Regions from separate parts of the Mus musculus genome. Here region 1 is linked to region 2. Evidence: chromatin contacts called from public HiChIP or PLAC-seq data. All regions are on one chromosome and are shown on one strand. Each heading gives the region's core, a stretch centred on a gene start, on an enhancer-like site or on the middle of the called end of the contact. The rest is flanking DNA. Distances are from core to core; before and after follow the strand shown. Region 1 overlaps Nrxn1 (neurexin I). Region 2 has its middle 42 kb from the start of Gm41653.

Region 1 (4,286 bases), core at 69-2,568, 460 kb after region 2:
CATGTGTCCTTATTACATGCTGAAGCATCTTCTAGGTATATGCCCAGGAGTGGTATTGCTGAATATTCCGGTAGAACTATGTCCAATTTTCTGAGGAACCGCTAAACTGATTTCCAGAGTGCTTTTACCAGCTTGGAGTCCCACCAGCAATGGACGAGTGTTCCTCTTTAGGAGAAGTGGTTTAAGCATAAATAGAAATAAATCCTGCCTTGGTATCTGCCTTTGGCAGATGTGGTGACTGACTTTCTCGTCTCTGCTTCTGCATTTCAAAGTTCATGACATTTTTATTTTCAACAGGACTATCAAGTTAAATCCACTGGGGTATGTACTTTAAAAAGAAACTAGAAAGACCAGAGGTGTTTGAGGCATCATGCTTACTTCCCTAATGTAAGGAAGCAGCACTCAGGATATTAACAGTGCAACCAAGAAGTGACCATTAGATGCTCTGATGGTCCCAAAGTTGAAATTAGAATGTGATAAAATACTTGCATTTTGACTTTTGTAGGAAGACAAAGTTTTTATTTGTGATGTGTGGGGCCTGCAAGGCATTAGAGGAAATACAAAAGGCTATATTCTGTATTTATGAAAGGCACTTTAAGGGCAGAGAGTATTATGGGTGATTGTCATTTAAAGTGCCATTGGGTAGGTGAAAGTTGCTACACCTGCTACCTAAAAGGAGAGCCACAGAACCCTAATGGCAACTCTAGAGGACCAACTCCACAAAGTTTTCCTCTGACCTACACATGAGCTCTGAGGCACATATTCAACACACACACACACACTACACAAAAATAAATAAATGTGATGAGAACATGGATTCAAAATAAATAAATAAACAAACAAACAAGCAAGCAAATTTAAATGACAGAAATCCAAAAGTAGAGGGGATAGATTTTTCTGAGGGCTGAGTTAGTTAGTTAAAAGATGAGTTGGTTTTGGATAAAAGACAAGAGGACAATTATGACATAGACTTGCATTAGTTCTGAATAATACAAACACAAGTTTTTCTACCCTTATGGTCCTTAGGTTTAGAGCTCCACCTAACACTTGCTGAATTAATCAATCAGTGGGAGGGTTCCTCCTTCCCTGCCCACCTAACTTCATCATGGCACTTGACAGAATAGCTGGGGAATAGAGGGATAGATAGCCTGTGGCTGCTGGGTGGAATTGAGCTCACAGCTTCAGAGTGAACCCTTTCAGTTACAGTTCATTAGACTGGTTCCCAAGATCCCAAGGGGTGATGCCTTCCTCCTCCAAACCCCCAAGGAACGCACCACCCAGACAATGTCTATGGCTTAAGCTTAGCACTTCAAATGAACCGCTGTCTCTCAGCTTCCGCACTTCCAGTTGCTTTGTGTTAAGCTTTGTTTCAAATGCTAATTAAGGTCCAGAGTTCTTTGAAAATAAAAACCACACCTAAGAGATTCTGTAACCAGGCCATGGTTTCTGTCAGGTTACTTAACACAACAGCGTTACATAATACTGCATCATGTCTGCTCTGTGTCTCCAAGTTGCCAGTGCTGTTGCATATCTAGATCCAAGACATTGCTTTAAAATGTGGAGATATTACCCAGCAGGGTATTTAGGTTCTTATGGTCTTTTGGTTTATCAGAGAAATCTTGTTCAATTTAGTGAGCTTAACAATATAGATTTTACACATGCTCGAAGAGACACAGAGAAAGCAACAGTAGGATCTGAGAGCACAAGTCCCCCTGTATTCACTGTGGCTTCAGGATATGTAGGCAATTTTATTTCAGTGAATGAATAGATGCCAGCTGCAGTCACGTGGCCTCTGAGCACTCCAGCTGAGAAAACAACATGCTGGCTGCTACCCTGGTAGAGCCAACACAGGTGTGGGGCATTCCAAATTCCTTCATTGTCCTTTTGATGTATTATTTCTTTCAGCTATCAAGCAAAATATTTGTATTTTTCTGTACAATGAAAACCATGTGTTCAGCCGCCTGCCTGGCTTCCTCTAAATAACATAATAATAAGGTGTTTGAGGCTGCTGTTCACCGTGAATACATCAAATCAACCTTTTGTTAGTTTAATTAATTCGAAAATACTGGAAAGTAGGAACGTTCTATTTCACTTTTTCCTGTGGTTCCTGCTTGGGTATTTTGAAATTTCCCTGTTAACGGAATAAGGCCTTTAATGTCGCCAGTTCCCTGCAGTGTCTCTTCTTGCTTTGTTCTGAGTCTGCTTAGACCTTGCATTTCCGCTTCCATTTCTCACCAGTCCCTCTTCCCCCACATGCTTCCTCCTTTCTTGTCTTAAACTTTGAGCATCACTTGTTCTCCCAAGGAGCATTCACTCAACTCTCCCTATGATAGCATCTAAAGCATGGAGCACATCCACAAGAAGGAAGGGGCGTGTGGTATTTCTCCAGTCATCTAGTAGGAACATGTTCAGAGCAGTTTTCTTCTTTCTGTTAAGTGACCTATAATTGTTTGGTTTCAGAGCCTGGGACAAGGGACTGAGGTTCACATTTTACATAGCAAAGCAGACCTAGTCTCCAGTTTCTCCCAGCTCTCTCTTTCCCTATCTGGTATACCCTGCCTCCTACCTTGAACTTTCAATCCTCCTCCTCCTCATCTTCCTCCTCCTCTTCAGTCTCCTCCTCTCCTCTCCTCTCCTCTCCTCTCCTCTCCTCTCCTCTCCTCTCCTCTCCTCTCCTCTCCTCTCCTCTCCTCTCCTCTCCTCTCCTCTCCTCTCCTCTCCTCTCCTCTCCTCTCCTCTCCTCTCCTCTCCTCTCCTCTCCTCTCCTCTCCTCTCCTCTCCTCTCCTCTCCTCTCCTCTCCTCTCCTCTCCTCTCCTCTCCTCTCCTCTCCTCTCCTCTCCTCTCCTCTCCTCTCCTCTCCTCTCCTCTCCTCTCCTCTCCTCTCCTCTCCTCTCCTCTCCTCTCCTCTCCTCTCCTCTCCTCTCCTCTCCTCTCCCCCCTCCCCTCCCCCTCCCCTCCCCCCTCTCCTCTCCTCTCCTCTCCTCTCCTCTCCTTTCCTCTCTTTCTCTCTCTCATCTCTCTCACACTCTCTCTCTCACACACACACACACAATCACACACATACACACTTCTCTCTCTGTGCCTCTGTGTGTGCTCTGTGCTCTCTCTTTCTTCTTCCCCTCTCCTCTCAATCCCTTTCTATGGCAACTTCCCTGACCTCAGTCCTTAGGACCAGTGAACCCAGAGTAGCTTTCCAATTGACCTGCATTTGATATAATCTAATCTGGCTTGAATTGGCTCATTTCACTGGTGATGGAGAAATAACTTATCAATTATGATTTGACTTACTTTTCACTTACTTTTTCTTTGAAAAAAGAAATATGGAATCTGCTAGTTATCAGTAAATTTCAATGAAGGACAGGATCACAAATTTAAATGGGGATGGCAGAGCACTACATATATACTTTTCTCTTTAAAACCAATTCTATTTTGTTGACTGCAAAGCAAAAGACTATCCCTAGGAGGAAAACAGATCTTAGCCTTAAAAGGTTGGGAGGGGGTTGAATTTAAGACAATAATTTCATTGAATTTACCAAATGATAAATGGTTTTAAATTTACAGCATGAACTCTACTTTGTACTCACTATTGTACTGATTTAGTTGCTAATGCCAGTGAGGTGGGGCATTGTAGCCTAGCATGTTTTAGAAAATGAAGGCTGTTCTAGCAGAGGGTGGCACTGCATTGGGATGGAGTGCTCCCTTCTAAAGTCAGTTGTCTTCATGCCAACATGGCAGGGCTCCCTGGGGACATAGTGCTGCATATATCTATGTCTCTCATTGCAGATTCATTTTCATTTTGAAATTTTCTTAATACTATTCATTGATCTAAAAAGATTTTTTCTTTCACATTAAAGGCAATATTGTATATACTCAATCTGCCGACTTTGTATTTAAGAACAGAATTATGCCTGTGTATTAAAAGAATTAAAAAGGCACACATTAAAACAATAATAAATACTACATTTTGGCAATGCAATGATACATAGTTTTAAGTATCAATGTAATTTCTAGAACTTTACCATACTTCTTTTCTTACCATTAGTACATAAGCATTCATTAATTTTAGTCAGGAGAAATATCTGGTTTTTAAAAAAGGATGACATTGTGTCCTTGACAAATATGTGCTGTTTTTTTATCCAGATAAGCTTTTTAATGATATACAAATTAGCAAATCTATTTTTAAATTGTGCTAATTTTAAAAGCACACCAATGAGTGTACAATGTAGATATTTATTAGTAGGTGGGAACAAGTTTCTGCCAGAGTTTAACACTGAGATGCACAAAA
Region 2 (4,929 bases), core at 427-2,926:
ATCCTCAACATAGAGAGGAAGAGAAAAAAATAGGAAAATTCGGACAAGACTAGATTAGTGATATTGAGCCAGATATTGACCTAAGGTAAGTTTGGTACAGTTCTCTAAACTATGCATAGTAGTTTTCTTATAGTCACTTACAACTCCCTCCTCAAGAAAAAAGAGACTAAAAATTAAAGAACTATTTTTCCTTCAAAATATGTTCCTGAAAAAAATTGTTTGTCTTGGTCTAGATGAGAAGTAATATGCACACTCATAATAATTTGCTGAACTATAAAATACTCTCTTCTTACATTAAAATAGAAGGTGGAAGAAAAAAAAGTAGACTCAGAGAACAGAGAAAAGGAAAAGAAAGAAGAAAAAAGGGTGGCTGAAAGGAGGGAGAAATTATTTATTCGCAAACTCATTCAGCTCATATAGGAAAACCACCTGACCTTCTCAGCAGCATAATGATACAAATGTGCCTCAGAATGCATTGTATCACATCACAGCATGCATACTGAAGGGGAAGTGCCAGATGTCATATTTTTAATACACCTAGCCAACTGAACATCATAGTCCAACTGCATGGTTCATTGTAGAGTGATGTTTGTTTATCCTTGTGGTATAGTGGCACGTGGGAGCTGCACGCATTTAACAATGTCCAATGTAATGACAGAGTATCACATGCCTATCATTCAAAGGTTGCTAACCCCAGAAAATATTAAATTCTAGCATTAAGTGTCTCATTTCTAGCCTGGGGTCAGGGAGAACAGGGACAAAATGGAATTTTCTGGATATCACAGGATTACTGTACTCAGGAACTCACAAAGACCATGGCTGCCTATAAAAGACCTGCCCAAGACCAAGTCAGAAGCATTCCAGAATGGAATGGGGAGGGACTCAGGCATACTGCTACCTGAGGGAAGGAAAGCCAATTGATTTTAAGAGTGTGACCTCTGGTAGGGTATCTATTCTCAAGTGAGTATAAGAGTACAGCTGTCACAAACTGAACTATAGAGTATGAAGAGGAATGAAGAGGAGGACATAACATGGGGAGTAGAATGGATGGGGATGAATATAGAAGTTCAGAGAGATAAATGCATTCACACATTGTGTTAAATAAGGAGTGTTAAATTTGCAAAGTATTATTAAAATATATTTTAAAAGTCTGGCTACTGTCATATGTTGTTGGGAGCCAGGCTCACGTGGACCAGGGATTACTCCTGGGAGGCAAACAGGGGCTGAAAAGACAGAAACTAGGCAGTGGAGAGAAAAATGGATGCCAAGTCAAGGTTCCTGATCAAGGCTCAAACGTTTAATAGCAAACTGTGCTTATAAAAGGGGGGAGCTGTCACTGGAAAGAGAGGCCCATTGGACACACAAACTTTATATGCCCCAGTACAGGGGAACGCCAGGGCCAAAAAGGGGGAGTGGGTGGGTAGGGGAGTGGGGGTGGGTGGGTATGGGGGACTTTTGGTATAGCATTGGAAATGTAAATGAACTAAATACCTAATAAAAAATGGAAAAAAAAATGGAAAAAAAAATGCATTCCATGTTACCACAAAAAAAAAAAAAAAAAAAAGAGGCGGGGGAGGAGGCCCATCCCCCAATCCATTCTTGGTTCCTGGAACCAGCTGCAGGTGACAACTGCAGGAGAGGGTGTAGTCTCCAGAATAGCTCAGGGGCCTCTCAGCAGGGAGCAGTGTCTTGGAGGCCATGGCAGGTGACAGAACAATAGAGCCATCTAGGTCGGAAGGCTCCACCCTAGGGAATCTCCTTCTTTGTGGCAGGCAGCAAGGTCAAAGTCTGGATCAGCCTGTTTCAAGCTGGGGAGGTTACAATATGTATTTTTGTAACAATAAATAATTAAATCAACTTAGATCAGCAACCCACTACTTTGAGTTAAAATGGGAATTTACCCAACTGAAAGGTCAGTACACTAATAAAAACTGAAAGTTGTAAAAGACCCTCTATTAATTCATACACCTGCATGCAAGCACATGCACACAAACATCCATACCACAAAAGACACAGCTGATTATCCAAGCTTAACCTTCTTTATAGCGTTATGCTTCCCTCTTATAAACATAAAATTAGACTTCATTTTAAAGACCCGACATTTTTGTATAGCAATAACAAAAGCAATTGTATGAATTGAACGGTTTTAATAAAGAACTCTCTATATACATCAGAGACTTGTTTTAGATTCAATTTAATGAATCTCTATCCTTCACTTTGCTCTCTTGTACATGCCTAGAACATTAAAATATGTTCTACTTAATATAAACACATCATGTTTATCTCTTATGGTAAGTGGTTGAGGCACTAACCAAATGAGGAGTACTATGTGACATATAAGCCTTTTGTGGATTTAATGTTGTGCATTTCATTCTTACTGCAGCTTCCCATACTGTGAAGCACACCTCTGCATGGAGCCCTGTAACTGAATGTGAAGGTCACAACCATGGTTAGCAGCAAAAGTTTCTAAACACACAACTTCCAAAAAGTTATTCAGAATTAAATATATAACAGATCTAAGGTGTATCTGGCAAAAACATGACTATTGTGATTGATATGACTTCAGTGTAACTTGCTTCAGAACATTCAAGATTTTTGCCACATCACAGCAGACCAGCCAAAGCTGTCTGATTTGAGATTTTTTTATGTGACAAATTGCTTTTTGTTAGTGGACATGCTACATAAAAATAATAACTGTTTATGATGTATTATCTGAAAAGGAACAATTTCTATGTCTATTTTTATTTATCTGTTTGCCCAAGTTTTTGTAAAATCTTCCAAAGAAAAAGTTGGCAGGCTTTGGAAACAGTTTAATCCACCCTGCTTACAGTATCTTCTCTGAGTAGCTACAGTATTCAAACTGTAGCACACATACTTACAGCATAGGTACTCTTGAAGCTTGTAGGGAATGTGTTGTTCTAGGCTTCAACTCTGAGTCTCTGAATTATAATCTGTATTTTGAGAAGACTTTGAAGAGATCTTTATGCACACTAAAGTTGGAAATTCACTGTTGCAAAACATGTGGTTGATGTTTTACCAGAAAATTGTTGGGAGCCGCCCCCACATTCGCCGTTACAAGATGGCGCTGACATCCTGTGTTCTAAGTGGTAAACAAATAATCTGCGCATGTGCCAAGGGTATCTTATGACTACTTGTGCTCTGCCTTCCCCATGACGTCAACTCGGCCGATGGGCTGCAGCCAATCAAGGAGTGACACGTCCGAGGCGAAGGAGAATGCTCCTTAAGAGGGACGGGGTTTTCGTTTTTCTCTCTCTCTTGCTTCGCTCTCTTGCTTCGCTCTCTTGCTTCTTGCTCTCTTTTCCTGAAGATGTAAGAATAAAGCTTTGCCGCAGAAGATTCTGGTCTGTGGTGTTCTTCCTGGCCGGTCGTGAGAACGCGTCTAATAACAATTGGTGCCGAATTCCGGGACGAGAAAATCCGGGACGAGAAAAAACTCCGGACTGGCGCAGGAGGGATACTTCATTCCAGAACCAGAACTGCGAATCAAGGTTATAAGGTTCCCGTAACACAGACTGTTGAGAAGGATTCAACTGCCGAATTCAGAACTCATCAGCTGGGGAACGACGGTGATAAAGGTTCCCGTAAAGCAGACTGTTAAGAAGGATTCAACTGTATGAATTCAGAACTTTTCAGCTGGGGAACGAGAGTACCAGTGAGTATGTTTGGCCTTGAATTTTTTCTGGTGTTAGGAGCCCTTTTGTTCTTTTTCACATGCTATCAAGTGATTAAGATAGGGCTGAAAATTCTAGAGGAAATTCAGGACAAGCTATCAGAAGTAAAGCGGGAAGAAAGAGTAGGAACAAAGAGAAAATATGGTTCACAAAATAAGTATACAGGCCTTTCCAAGGGTCTTGAACCCGAGGAAAAGTTAAGGTTAGGTAGGAATACCTGGAGAGAGATTAGAAGAAAAAGAGGAAAAAGGGAGAAGAAAAAAGATCGATTAGCGGAGGTCTCTAGGAGATACTCGTCACTAGATGAGCTCAGGAAGCCAGCTCTTAGTAGCTCTGAAGCAAGTGAAGAATCCTCCTCTGAGGAAACAGACTGGGAGGAAGAAGCAGCCCATTACCAGCCAGCTAATCGGTCAAGAAAAAAGCCAAAAGCGGCTGGCGAAGGCCAGTTTGCTAATTGGCCTCAGGGCAATCGGCTACCAGGTGCACTCCCGCCCTATGCGGAGTCCCCGCCCTGCGTAGTGCGTCAGCCCGTAGTGCGTCAGCAATGCGCAGAGAGGCAGTGCGCAGACTCATTCATTCCCCGAGAGGAACAAAGGAAAATAGAACAGGCATTTCCAGTCTTTGAAGGAGCCGAGGGTGGGCGTGTCCACGCTCCGGTAGAATACGTACAGATTAAGGAAATTGCCGAGTCGGTTCGTAAATACGGAACCAATGCTAATTTTACCTTGGCGCAGTTAGACAGGCTCGCTGGCATGGCACTAACTCCTGCCGACTGGCAAACGGTTGTAAAAGCCGCTCTCCCTAGTATGGGCAAATATATGGAATGGAAAGCGCTTTGGCACGAAGCTGCACAGGCGCAGGCCCGAGCAAACGCAGCTGCTTTGACTCCAGAGCAGAGAGATTGGACTTTTGACTTGTTAACGGGTCAGGGAGCTTATTCTGCTGATCAGACAAACTACCATTGGGGAGCTTATGCCCAGATTTCTTCCACGGCTATTAGGGCCTGGAAGGCGCTCTCTCGAGCAGGTGAAACCACTGGTCAGTTAACAAAAATAATCCAGGGACCTCAGGAATCCTTCTCAGATTTTGTGGCCAGAATGACAGAGGCAGCAGAGCGTATTTTTGGAGAGTCAGAGCAAGCTGCGCCTCTCATAGAACAGCTAATCTACGAGCAAGCCACAAAGGAGTGCCGAGCGGCCATAGCCCCAAGAAAGAACAAAGGCTTACAAGACTGGCT

The links. HiChIP or PLAC-seq counts read pairs in DNA pulled down with a chosen protein or histone mark.
Region 1: a contact with region 2 is called in an H3K27ac HiChIP or PLAC-seq map of embryonic stem cells, with 5 read pairs. The contact joins two enhancer-like sites. A contact is called at or near these places in 1 of 484 Hi-C or Micro-C datasets (embryonic stem cells) and 2 of 115 datasets of contacts at active chromatin or transcription factors (both in embryonic stem cells).

What each region holds. Positions count from the first base shown.
Region 1 is chr17:90,389,238-90,393,523 of GRCm38.p6, forward strand. The region is part of intron 17 of Nrxn1 (neurexin I); the gene reads right to left. Among named protein-coding and RNA genes, the nearest start is that of Gm32337, 71 kb to the right of the region's middle. Within about 2 kb of position 1,319, at least 41 of the 459 cell types and tissues checked have an H3K27ac peak or open chromatin away from gene starts, as enhancers often do. A contact at or near this core is called in embryonic stem cells, where this site is marked.
Region 2 is chr17:89,932,510-89,937,438 of GRCm38.p6, forward strand. No RefSeq gene overlaps it. Among named protein-coding and RNA genes, the nearest start is that of Gm41653, 42 kb to the right of the region's middle. Within about 2 kb of position 1,677, at least 6 of the 459 cell types and tissues checked have an H3K27ac peak or open chromatin away from gene starts, as enhancers often do. A contact at or near this core is called in embryonic stem cells, where this site is marked.